2 separate regions of the Rattus norvegicus genome follow, and region 2 is linked to region 1. A link is a contact called in public Hi-C data. All regions are on one chromosome and are shown on one strand. The core of a region is the stretch at or near the end of the contact, and the rest is flanking DNA. Distances in the headings are between cores, read along the strand shown.

Evidence for each region. Hi-C and Micro-C count contacts between places; a contact is called where the count stands out from the background.
Region 2: a contact with region 1 is called in a Hi-C map of the Rat2 cell line, with 1.9 times the contacts expected there. The contact joins two enhancer-like sites. A contact is called at or near these places in 3 of 12 Hi-C or Micro-C datasets (the A7r5 cell line, the Rat2 cell line and liver).

What each region holds. Positions count from the first base shown.
Region 1 is chr2:23,644,964-23,649,886 of GRCr8, forward strand. No RefSeq gene overlaps it. Among named protein-coding and RNA genes, the nearest start is that of Atp6ap1l, 150 kb to the right of the region's middle. Within about 2 kb of position 2,793, at least 6 of the 93 cell types and tissues checked have an H3K27ac peak or open chromatin away from gene starts, as enhancers often do.
Region 2 is chr2:23,721,789-23,726,986 of GRCr8, forward strand. No RefSeq gene overlaps it. Among named protein-coding and RNA genes, the nearest start is that of Atp6ap1l, 76 kb to the right of the region's middle. Within about 2 kb of position 2,028, at least 5 of the 93 cell types and tissues checked have an H3K27ac peak or open chromatin away from gene starts, as enhancers often do.

The sequences.
Region 1 (4,923 bases), core at 1,543-4,042:
GTCACACCCTCTGAAGCTAAAACGAGAATATGTGATTCACCATAGAAATTTTCATCTTATCCCACTTAGGGTCATATTTATTTAATTATGGGAGGTTAAAAATTACTGTGTAAATTTAAAAAGCTAGCACTAAAGAACATTATTCCCCTAAAAGGAGCTTTAGAACCATGTGCTACTTAGTTACAAAATTCATGTCTTGTAATATGAATTATTTTAAAAGAAAAAACACCAAGTTCAAATGCTTAACCATCTAACAAGCCCATTAAGCAGCATGCTGACCTCTGACCCTCAGGGTTAATTCTGGTTCTACCTTTGTGGTATTCTCCAGAAGGAACTGTGTCTGCTGTGCGCTGCTGCTACATAATCTAGTGATATCCTTTAAAGGTTAAGAGGTTACTGGGCTCATTAATTTAAACACTAAATCTGTGTATTTATGTTCCTGTTGGGCTCTCACTTAGCTCACTAGGATCAAATAATGAGCCACGGCCTCAATTAGGGAAAGGAAGCGAGAACGTCAGCTTCTTGAGTAAATAAATGTGAGCAGTAGTTACACGGTGTTTCGACATCTGTCTTCGGTGAAATTGGGAGGCTGTTCTGTGAGACCTCTCACCCTGTGTGTCGAATCCTCTGAGGAACAGGTCACATTGAGTAGCAGGTTTCCAACCCAGGTTGATTTTTGTTGTTGCTGTATCCACATCCTGGTATTGATGAATAAGCTTTTCTTCATTCAGAGGCCTTGCCCCTGTTTTGTACGAACCCCTAAATTTAGGTGTTGAAATCTTACCCTGTAGGATCTCAGAATATATTTATAGTTTCAGACAAGACTTTAAAGGAGGCAGATGATTTACACGAAGCCATTAGAGTAAGTGCCAATCTCAAGATCAGTGTCCTTACGAGAGGACATCTGGACATAGACTGTGAGTACAGAAGTGAGAAATGGGGTTAGGCAGGGGAAGATGGGTGTCTCCAAGGCAAGAAGAAAAACTTACAGTAGAAACCAATCCTGCTGATACCTTAATCTTGGCTTTACAGCCTCCAGGACTCTGAGAAATATATTTCTGCTTAAGCAACCTAGTCTGTGCCTGGCTGTGGTGGCATTGGCAAACACGTACAGTCCCATCTAATGGAGAGGAACCCCATCACTGACACTAAGCTCTACTGCACGAGGGTGGCAATGAGACAATGGTCGCTAAGACATTGTTCAAAGGCTTACATCACTGAGTTCAACCTCTTTCTTTCAGAAAACATACTGAATTCAATATATTTAAAATAGAATAATTATAACTTGGCCACAGTATTATAATTCTAAATGTTCATATTAACATGGATTACCTACATTCTACCTGATATTTTCACAAAATAGGAAGTCCTATAAAAAGTATCTGGCAATTTTTTTTAACCTTTGGGCCAGCAACAAAAATCTTTCTTTAGATAATTAACCATAAACCCGTTTTGTTCTTGGGAAAAATTGTTGAACACATTCATGCCTCAATTTCCCCTTTAAAGTGAAACGTCATGTCAATGGTTACATTTATGAAGGATTTTGAGAAACACACGTAAGATTTTCACTTAGACATGATGAGCCATGAGGTTTATTTGACTAAATGTTTGGGGATTGTTCAAATCATATGGGTTTTCTAAATATTTGACAACTCATGAATAAATCTGTGTATGTATGTGCGCACACACACACACACGCACGTTGATTTCATGCCAAGGCAAAAAGTCCTCAAGACCAGAGTATTTCAGGCCTGTGCTGTGTTTCCCATTTTGACTTCATCACTGTGGAAAAAGGAACACTGAAGATTAGCTTAGGCTGCTGCCTTTATCCCCCCAGCCCACCCCACCTTATCTTTCTTTCCCAGTCTCCCTTTGATTACTGTGGAGTGCAGGGAAGTCATGTTTCCAAAGGTCAGCATAAACTTTGTTCTGGCTTTTCAGACACCTGTGGAGGCTTCTGAAGTCAGAGATATAGACCTTTTTGGGAATCTGTTACAGTTGGAGGCTCTTTCTGAAGTGCACTAGTTCCAGAAACTGTGTCTACTAACCATTCCCAACTCACTTTATTAGTCTAATGAGATGGCTACATTGTTCTGTCTGACATATATAGATAATGAGGCTAAAAGGGCATTCTGGGGATCATGAGGGTGCTGGAGCTGACCTTCACCTTCATTACAACAACAACAGAACTGACCACGACCACCAACAACCCTTCCTGGGTATAAGCCCCACTGTTGCATCTCTGAACAGTACAGTTCTTTCCTTTCCAATGCTCACCTCAAGCCAAACACAATGCCTATCATGAAGTAAACTCTAAAAATACTGTTCTAATGAGTGCACGGGAACTCTGCCTTGCCTGCTTCTGTTTCCTCCACTTCACAGAGGACGCTTGAAGAGGAAAGTCTGTCACCTGTTTTGAAGTCACTGGCACGTTTATCTGGATTAGAATAACGGATGGGAACAGAACAGGTTATTCCAGGGCCTCTTCTGACTGTGGACTGGAGGAGCGTTGTCCCCAGGAAGTTCGGGAGCATGCTGTGGATAAATGGAAGCGGCTTCCTCATAGAATAGGATGTCTGGTGACTCTAGGGAACATTATGGTGACATCTGTATTCATAAACCCTGCCCAGAAGAATCACTGGATGCAACTTTGACCATTTCCCCTTGAATATTAACTGTTGTTTTCTACTATAAAAGAAGACCAGAGTAACCTACTGCGGTATCTGGGCTGATTCCGACCATTGTTGTCAAATGATACAAACTTCCTTTTCCTCCGACGTTTGGCACAGTGCTAATGTGCCCATGACCTTATAAGGCTATTGCTTCAGGCTCTACTCGAGTTTCTGATTCTCATTCCTGTGGTTAGTAGAAGCAGAGAAGTCTCACTTTTGTAATCTACTGCAGAATTTTTTATGATTTGCTTCAAATGTAACGAATTCTTTCTTTTTTAAGCTGAGAGGCAACTATTTTAATGAATTATTTTATTTATTTACATTTCAAATGTTGCCCTCTTTCCCCATGCTTCCTCCATAAGGACCCCACTCCACACCCCTCCCCTTCACCTCTTAGAAGCCACCCGCTCTCACCTAACCCCTTTAGCATCCCTCTCCTCTGGGGCATCAATCCTCCACAGAATCAAGCATATCCCCTCCCACTACATATGCAGTGGTGGGCCACAGACCTACTCATGTATACTCTTTGGTTGGTGGCTTAGTCCCTGGGAGCTCTGAGGAGTTTGGTTAGTTGATATTGTGGTTCTTCCTATGGTGATGCCCTCCCCTTCACCTCCTTCATTCCTCTCCTAACTCTTCCATTGGGGAGCCCCATGCTCAGTCCAACGGTAGGCTGTAACTATCTGTATCTGTCTCAGTCAGGTGCTGGTAGAGCCTCTCAGTGGACAGCCATGCCAAGCTTCTGTCTGCGAGCACAACTTGGCAGCAACAATAGTGTCAGGTTTTGGTGTCTGTGCATGGAATAGATCCCAAGGTGGGATAGTCTCTGGATAGCCGTTCCTTCAGTCTCTGCTCCACTTTTGTTCCTGCATTTCCTTTAGACAGGAACAACTCTGGGTCAAAACTTTTGAGGTGGGTGGATGGCGCCATCTCTCTATCGGGGGCTGGTTTTGTCTGGCTCCTTCTCCCCACTGTTGGGCATCTTGACTAAAGTCATCTGCATTGTGTCCTGGGAGCCTCTCGCATTCCTGGTGTCTGGGACTTTCTAGTGGTTCCTCTCATCCCCCAAACTGTTGCAATACTTTTATTCATTCTCCTGATCTTCTGGGCGTCTCTCTTGTCTCCTCCCCATACCTGATCTTGTCCCTCTTTCTCCCCTCCCACCCAGATCTCTCCTTCCCTCTGCCTCCAGTAATTATGTTTTTCTAAGTGGGATTATTTTCTTTCAATCCCCTTCTAAGTGGGATTGAAGCATCTACATTTGGCCCTTCCTTCTTTGTATCATGGGAATTCTGAACGTTTTGGCTAATATCCACTTATAAGTGAGTACATACCATGTATGTCCTTTTGGGTCTGGGTTACCTCACTCAGGATGATATTTTCAAATTCCATTTATTTGACTGCAAAATTCATCATGTCCTCATTTTTAATAGTTGAGTAGTATACTCCATTGCGTAAATGTACCACATTTTCTGTATCCATTCTTCTGTTGAGGCACATCTGGATTGTTTCCAGCTTCTTGCTGTTATAAATAAGGCTGCTATGTACATAGTGGAGCATGTGTCTTTGTTATATGTTGGAACATCTTTTGGGTGTCTGCCCAGGAGTGATATAGCTGGGTCCTCAGGTCGAACTATTTCCAATTTTTGAGGAACCTCCAGATTTCTCGAGTAGTTGTGACAGCTTGCAATGCCATCTGAAATGGAGGAGTGTGCCTAAACAACTTTCAAATCTCACTTTAAGCTACCAGATGCACGCATTACAATGATTAAAAACTACTTATAGCTCTGTTACCTACAAAATCTGTGTCTGCGAGTTCAAAAGGTTAGCCGTGAGAAACTCAACTTATGATTCTTGCTGATCTTTTTATTGCTCTGAGACTGGAAGTCTGGCTGTGATTGTGAGGGAGAGATGCTGTAGTCATGTGGTCTGGGGCAGGGGTGTGAGCATGGGAGAGCAGCAAAAGGTGAATGACTCATGGTCTGCCAATTGAGTGTGCAGGAGTAAACATATACTCAACTGAGGATCAGAGCCCTATGTTCTCGTGGAAAGACATCATATTTCACTGAAGAACTGAGATGCAGAGTCTGTCTTACCATTTTGTATTGGAAGAGGTCACTTGGGTCACTGGGAGTTCACCAAGAGAAACATAGGAAAACAGTCTCATCTCTGCCATTTTTCAAACATGTGATAGGGGCCAAGACATTGAGCCCTCACCATATCCCTTCTAGATAGAACATAAAGTAAAAAT
Region 2 (5,198 bases), core at 778-3,277, 76 kb after region 1:
GTCCTATGAACATGAAAAGTCTGAAAGACGATGCTACGAGCCTCATCTTTGAAGTATCCGTGTAAGGAAGATGAGGAATTAAAGTAAAGCTAATCTGTTCTCTGGATCTAGGAGCACAGAAACCAGCTGGGTCATTTGGCAGCAAACAAAAGCCTAAGGGACCTCAAAAGCTGGCTGTTATTTAGTGGTAAATTCAGGGCCTCTCAGAGGCTAAGCAAGCTCTGAACCAATTACGTATTTGAAAACCTCTAATATATTAAAAATTGAATATATTCCAGAATGCTGCTTCACAAGTTATGGTAATCTTTATGTTTACATTTAGCAAATGAATGCTTTTGACCCAGGCGTAATTTTGAAAAGAACATGCGTGCATTGTTTTGGAGGTAGCTTTGAATGTAAGTCTTGAGGCCTTTCTTCAGTAAAAGGCACAACGCAGCAGCTGTCTATGGTCAGGCCAGTCATGAACTAAGTAAAGACCCTGAGAAGAAGATTCTCTGAGTGCTGGTCTGAAGTCACAACATCATCCGCGGCTCAGGGTATTTTGGAAGTGTAGGAGATGCCAGAAAGAGTAATTTCAAACTGAAGAGATTCCCAAGATCTCCCACAAGACCAATGTGTCTCTTGAGTCACTCCTTACAAGACTAAGAAGTCTAGCTTGAAACAGCATCTCAGCTCTTAACTGAGCTTCCAAACGATGTAAACCACTCTCTTCCAGGCATAGCAATTTTCTTCACACACAGTAAGTGGATTCTACCCAAATAGAAATGTGTACCTTTGAAGATGCTAGATTCTTAACACCCATATATCCAGAGCCCCTTCGCATGGGCAACCTAAAACAGGGTAAAGATATTTCAAGAGGATACTATATTTATTGTTCGATCTGTATGGCGATTTCCAAGTACCAGGGTCCCCTGGAATGCAGCAAACAAAGAAAAGCCACAGAGACAGATTCTAAATCATGCTGGTAATAAAAGTGAGATGGGACAATGATATAACGACCTGACATGAGGGCTCTCATGAGAGCCAGAACTAGTTAACTTGGCAGCTGTCAGTCTCGGGGGGTCCTGCTTCTCCACAACCTGGTCTTACAGTGCCTGCTATACTCCGTGGATTTGGTGACTGCTAACTAACTCAGCTGAGGACTGAACATTGTAGGAAAATATCCAACACCAGGATAAGAAACCCTCTTCTCAGTTGGTCAAGGCCGTCAAAGAGGCTCTCAAACATTATGTAGGCTATTGCTGCCATCCTTGGTTGTCCTCCTGACCCTCAGAGGTGTGAAGTAAGTCCCTACTGCTGAAAATACCAGGTTCCAGAGGATCTGAGCTGGATCTGACCTGAAAGCCTCCTCCCTTGACAACTAGTGTTCATGGTTCCAGATGTACCGTGGCAGCTTCCAAAGGAAGGAAGCAACGGTTTATGACCTACAAACCACAGCAGCATGCAGCCAAGGGTGGAGTAGGATCGCACATACCTTGGTGGTTATCAAGAGCTCTGTAATCGGATGTAAAGTCTAGTCAGCAAGAGGAAAATCATTCCTGGTTCTGAAACCTAGCCAATGACTCGGAGTTAGTAAAGTCATAGATCTTGTAGGAGAACCAACAGCCACCACTTTCTTAAACCAACATAATTCCTAACTACATCCTAAACATTCAGCAGATAAATGAAGTTCTCACCCTTCATCAAAGAAATCTCTCTTTGCAGTAGATGGATAGATGGGGATTATTACAGAAAACCATAGCTGACCAAGGTGCAGAATTGTCAGTCACAGTGGATACATGAACAACACAATTCCTGTCCCTAAAGCTCGGGGATCACTGTAGAGGAAAGAAAGGAAAAATGTTAACAAGTCAGAGAGTTTGCTGTGAGATTTTGTCTTCTCTAAATGTCAGAGAAGCTACACCCAGGATGTCTCACAACATTGCTACCTAAACAGACCCTGAGAAAGGACAACACCAATAGATATGCTAATAGGAGAAGATTAGAGGTCAAGAGACTTCAATCCTAGACAAAGATCTTTGGACAATGAGGAAGACTGAAAAGAGGAGAAAAAGTCTTCCCTGGGGCAGAACATAACCACTACCTAATACCAAATGGTCTGTCCTGAACACACACACACACACACACACACACACACACACACACACACACACACGGAGTAGGTTGTACTTTTGCATGTAGAAATACATTTTACACACATAACAACAGTTAAAGGAAATGAGACCATCATTTGAAAGGGGGGAAACCACATAAGAGGGGTTGAAATGAGGAAAGAAAAGGTAGAAAATGACAAGATTTTATTATAATCTCAAAAGTTATAAAATTCTTTTTTAAAAGGAAGTTGTTAGACTTTGGATCCAACACTCCTTTTGGCTCATTTTTAAGTCTCAGTTGGTGACAAGTCTTCCTACGTTCCCAGCAGTTTTCTAATAGTTTACTCTCCCCCTACGTAAACACATAACTATCCTCAGAACACACCTGCTCTGCTCATGTCTCCGTCTCGGGAACATCACTTCCTATTGCTTCACTTGTGGTTTAGGAGTTCAAACCTCCCCCCGCCCCACCACCACCACCAGGAAGAATATCAGAGCAAAGAAAATAGTTACAAATCCACTTAAGAAAAAACAAGCACAGTTCTCCAAGGAAAACAGAGGATCTGGCATCAGGAGACGAGCATGCCCACCAAACAGAAAGAAGCCAAATGGATTAGTCATTATAAATACAGATGTGCTTTTGAACAAAACACAGTAAAAACTTGAAATTTACTTAAAACAAGAGCACTGACTAAAAATGCTATTTGGGTCTGAAGCTATCCATGGCCCTTCTGCACACTCATCAACATAAGAACCATAAGGTTGCCTGGAAGATGATAAGAGCCTATTCACAGTTCACTTGAAAGACCAAGATCGGAGAGATGGCTCAGCGGTTAAGAGCACCCGACTGCTCTTCCAGAGGTCATGAGTTCAATTCCCAGCAACCACATGGTGGCTCACAACCATCTGTAAAGAGAAAGACCAAGATCACTGCTGCTGCTTCGACAGATGCCCACCGCACATCTTAGTAGCTCATCTAATTATCTTATCGGTCTTCAGGATGGGGTGCTGAGAGATAGCCACACTCCCTGAGAGGCCACTGATATCTAGTGTGGACACAGCTAGCAAGCATCACTGATCCCATTACTTCCGACATGTCTTCTGCGAAAACATAGCAGCTTCTGGTAGTCACTGGCCCCCCTTGAGAAAGGTGTGTCCTCTGATGCAGAATTGGTTAAAACACAGAGGCCGTGGCCATATTGCTTTTCATGTGTCCTGCCCTAGCACCCCAATGCCCATGGTTTTCAAATCATTAGCTGAGTTTTGTTTGTTTGTTTGTTTGTTTGTTTGTTTTTTAAGTATGAAAGAAAGCAGGTGAGCTGTCAGGGAGTATTTCCCTGACAAAACCATAATCGGCAGCTGCATTCAGACAGACTGAGAAAAAGGTTTTCAATTCTCACTTACTTACTCATCTGACATTTTAAACCACTTTAACATGAGATCCAGGTTCTGTTTCCTGTGCATCTTTGTATTTGTGGAGCCTTTGTGGAAAGTACATAGTGGTAGAATTAAAATGAATGTTGGAAGCATGGATAAGGGCAAGGGAAATAAACGTACGTCAGGAAATAACTCAGAATTCGTTCGATGAAACGGAAATGTAATCAAAGCAAAAGTTTCTCACAGCTAATCACTTGGAGATTAAGACAGGATTCCATTGTTTCCTTGACTTCAGTGATTGGCCACAAGAAACTAAGAGTAGTCAAAACAATAGATTATTGAAATGCACACTTAACAATGTTAACACTATCAAAAATGCCAGCCATGCCCAAAATACATTCACATTAAGTACTCCAGAGGTGCCAGTGCCAGTCCAGCAAAGTCATTGTCTGGAAAGGGAGGGTTTAAGGGCACTGAGGACAGGTGGGGTTTTGTTTTGTTTTGTTTTGTTTTGTTTTGTTTTGTTTTGTTTTGTTTTGTTTCTTGGATTTCTTTTCTTGACCTCAAAGCTGGTTCCAATGCCCATAGCACTTGGTAAGCACAAGATGAGAAACATAGAGGTGAGATCTCCAAACTGCTGCAAGGCAGATGCGCTTGGCTTCATGTCCCCTGTGCTGTCTCCTCCTCGTCTCCCACTAACCCCAGGAAGTAATTTATACTAGGATGAAATGAATACTTATGCCAAGTGGTGCTTTGTGGTGCTACTCCGGAGGCTGAGGCAGAGGGACTGCAAATGCAAGGCCTACCTGGACTACAGAGCCAGCCTGTTCAACATACTAAAACCCTGGCTCAAAATCAAATGTTTAGAAAGGCGCTGGGAATGTAGTTCAATTGCTTGTCCAACAGATTTGAAGTCCTAGGTTAATAGGGTGTATTAACATCAGTTCTCACACACACGTGTACATGTCACACACACACACACACACACACACACACACACACACACACTAAAAGAATGTTGCAATGTCATTACTGTACAAAACGTTGAGATCCTTCCTCCCCACCCACCCCTCCACCTCCAGGATCATGCAAGCATGCGCTCAAGTGTAAATAATGTGTGTCTCCGGACAATCCTGGCTTTCAGCCTTCCCTTCTGCCTCGTTTGCGATGACGTCTGTTTGATGCTCAGCACTATGGATGCTAAGGGAGCTGTATCCGCCAACACCACTCACTCCAAGTCGCCAGGTAATCTCCAAGTATTCTTCTGAATCCACACCCCATGTTGCATAGGAGTACTGGGTTACAGATGGGAGCGTCTGTATCCAAGTCTACACGGGTTCCAGGAACCGGGACCCAGGGCCTCTCACTTTTGTAGCAAGCTGCTGAGCCATTTCTTTAGCCCAACAGCGAACTTTCTACTCTCAATTCAACCACGGACATCTTTATAAAAATGATGAAGCCAGCTTCACGGTGCGTAGGTAACAGCGTACTGCGATAGCCATATCCATGCTTTAACCTTTGAAACTTAAGGCTTAGGCCTTGGCTCTTCTGTGACTGTAGGACTATTCATGTTTGGAAAAAATAAGCATTTCCTGCAAAGTTGAAACGGGTTATCTAGCCAGCTTCGGACACTGATCAGTGGTTCTCTCCTGACCTCTAGTGGTGCAATGGGGAACATATTCTGTCTACAGGGACGTGAAGGGATGTTTGCTGGGGCAATGCGTGAGA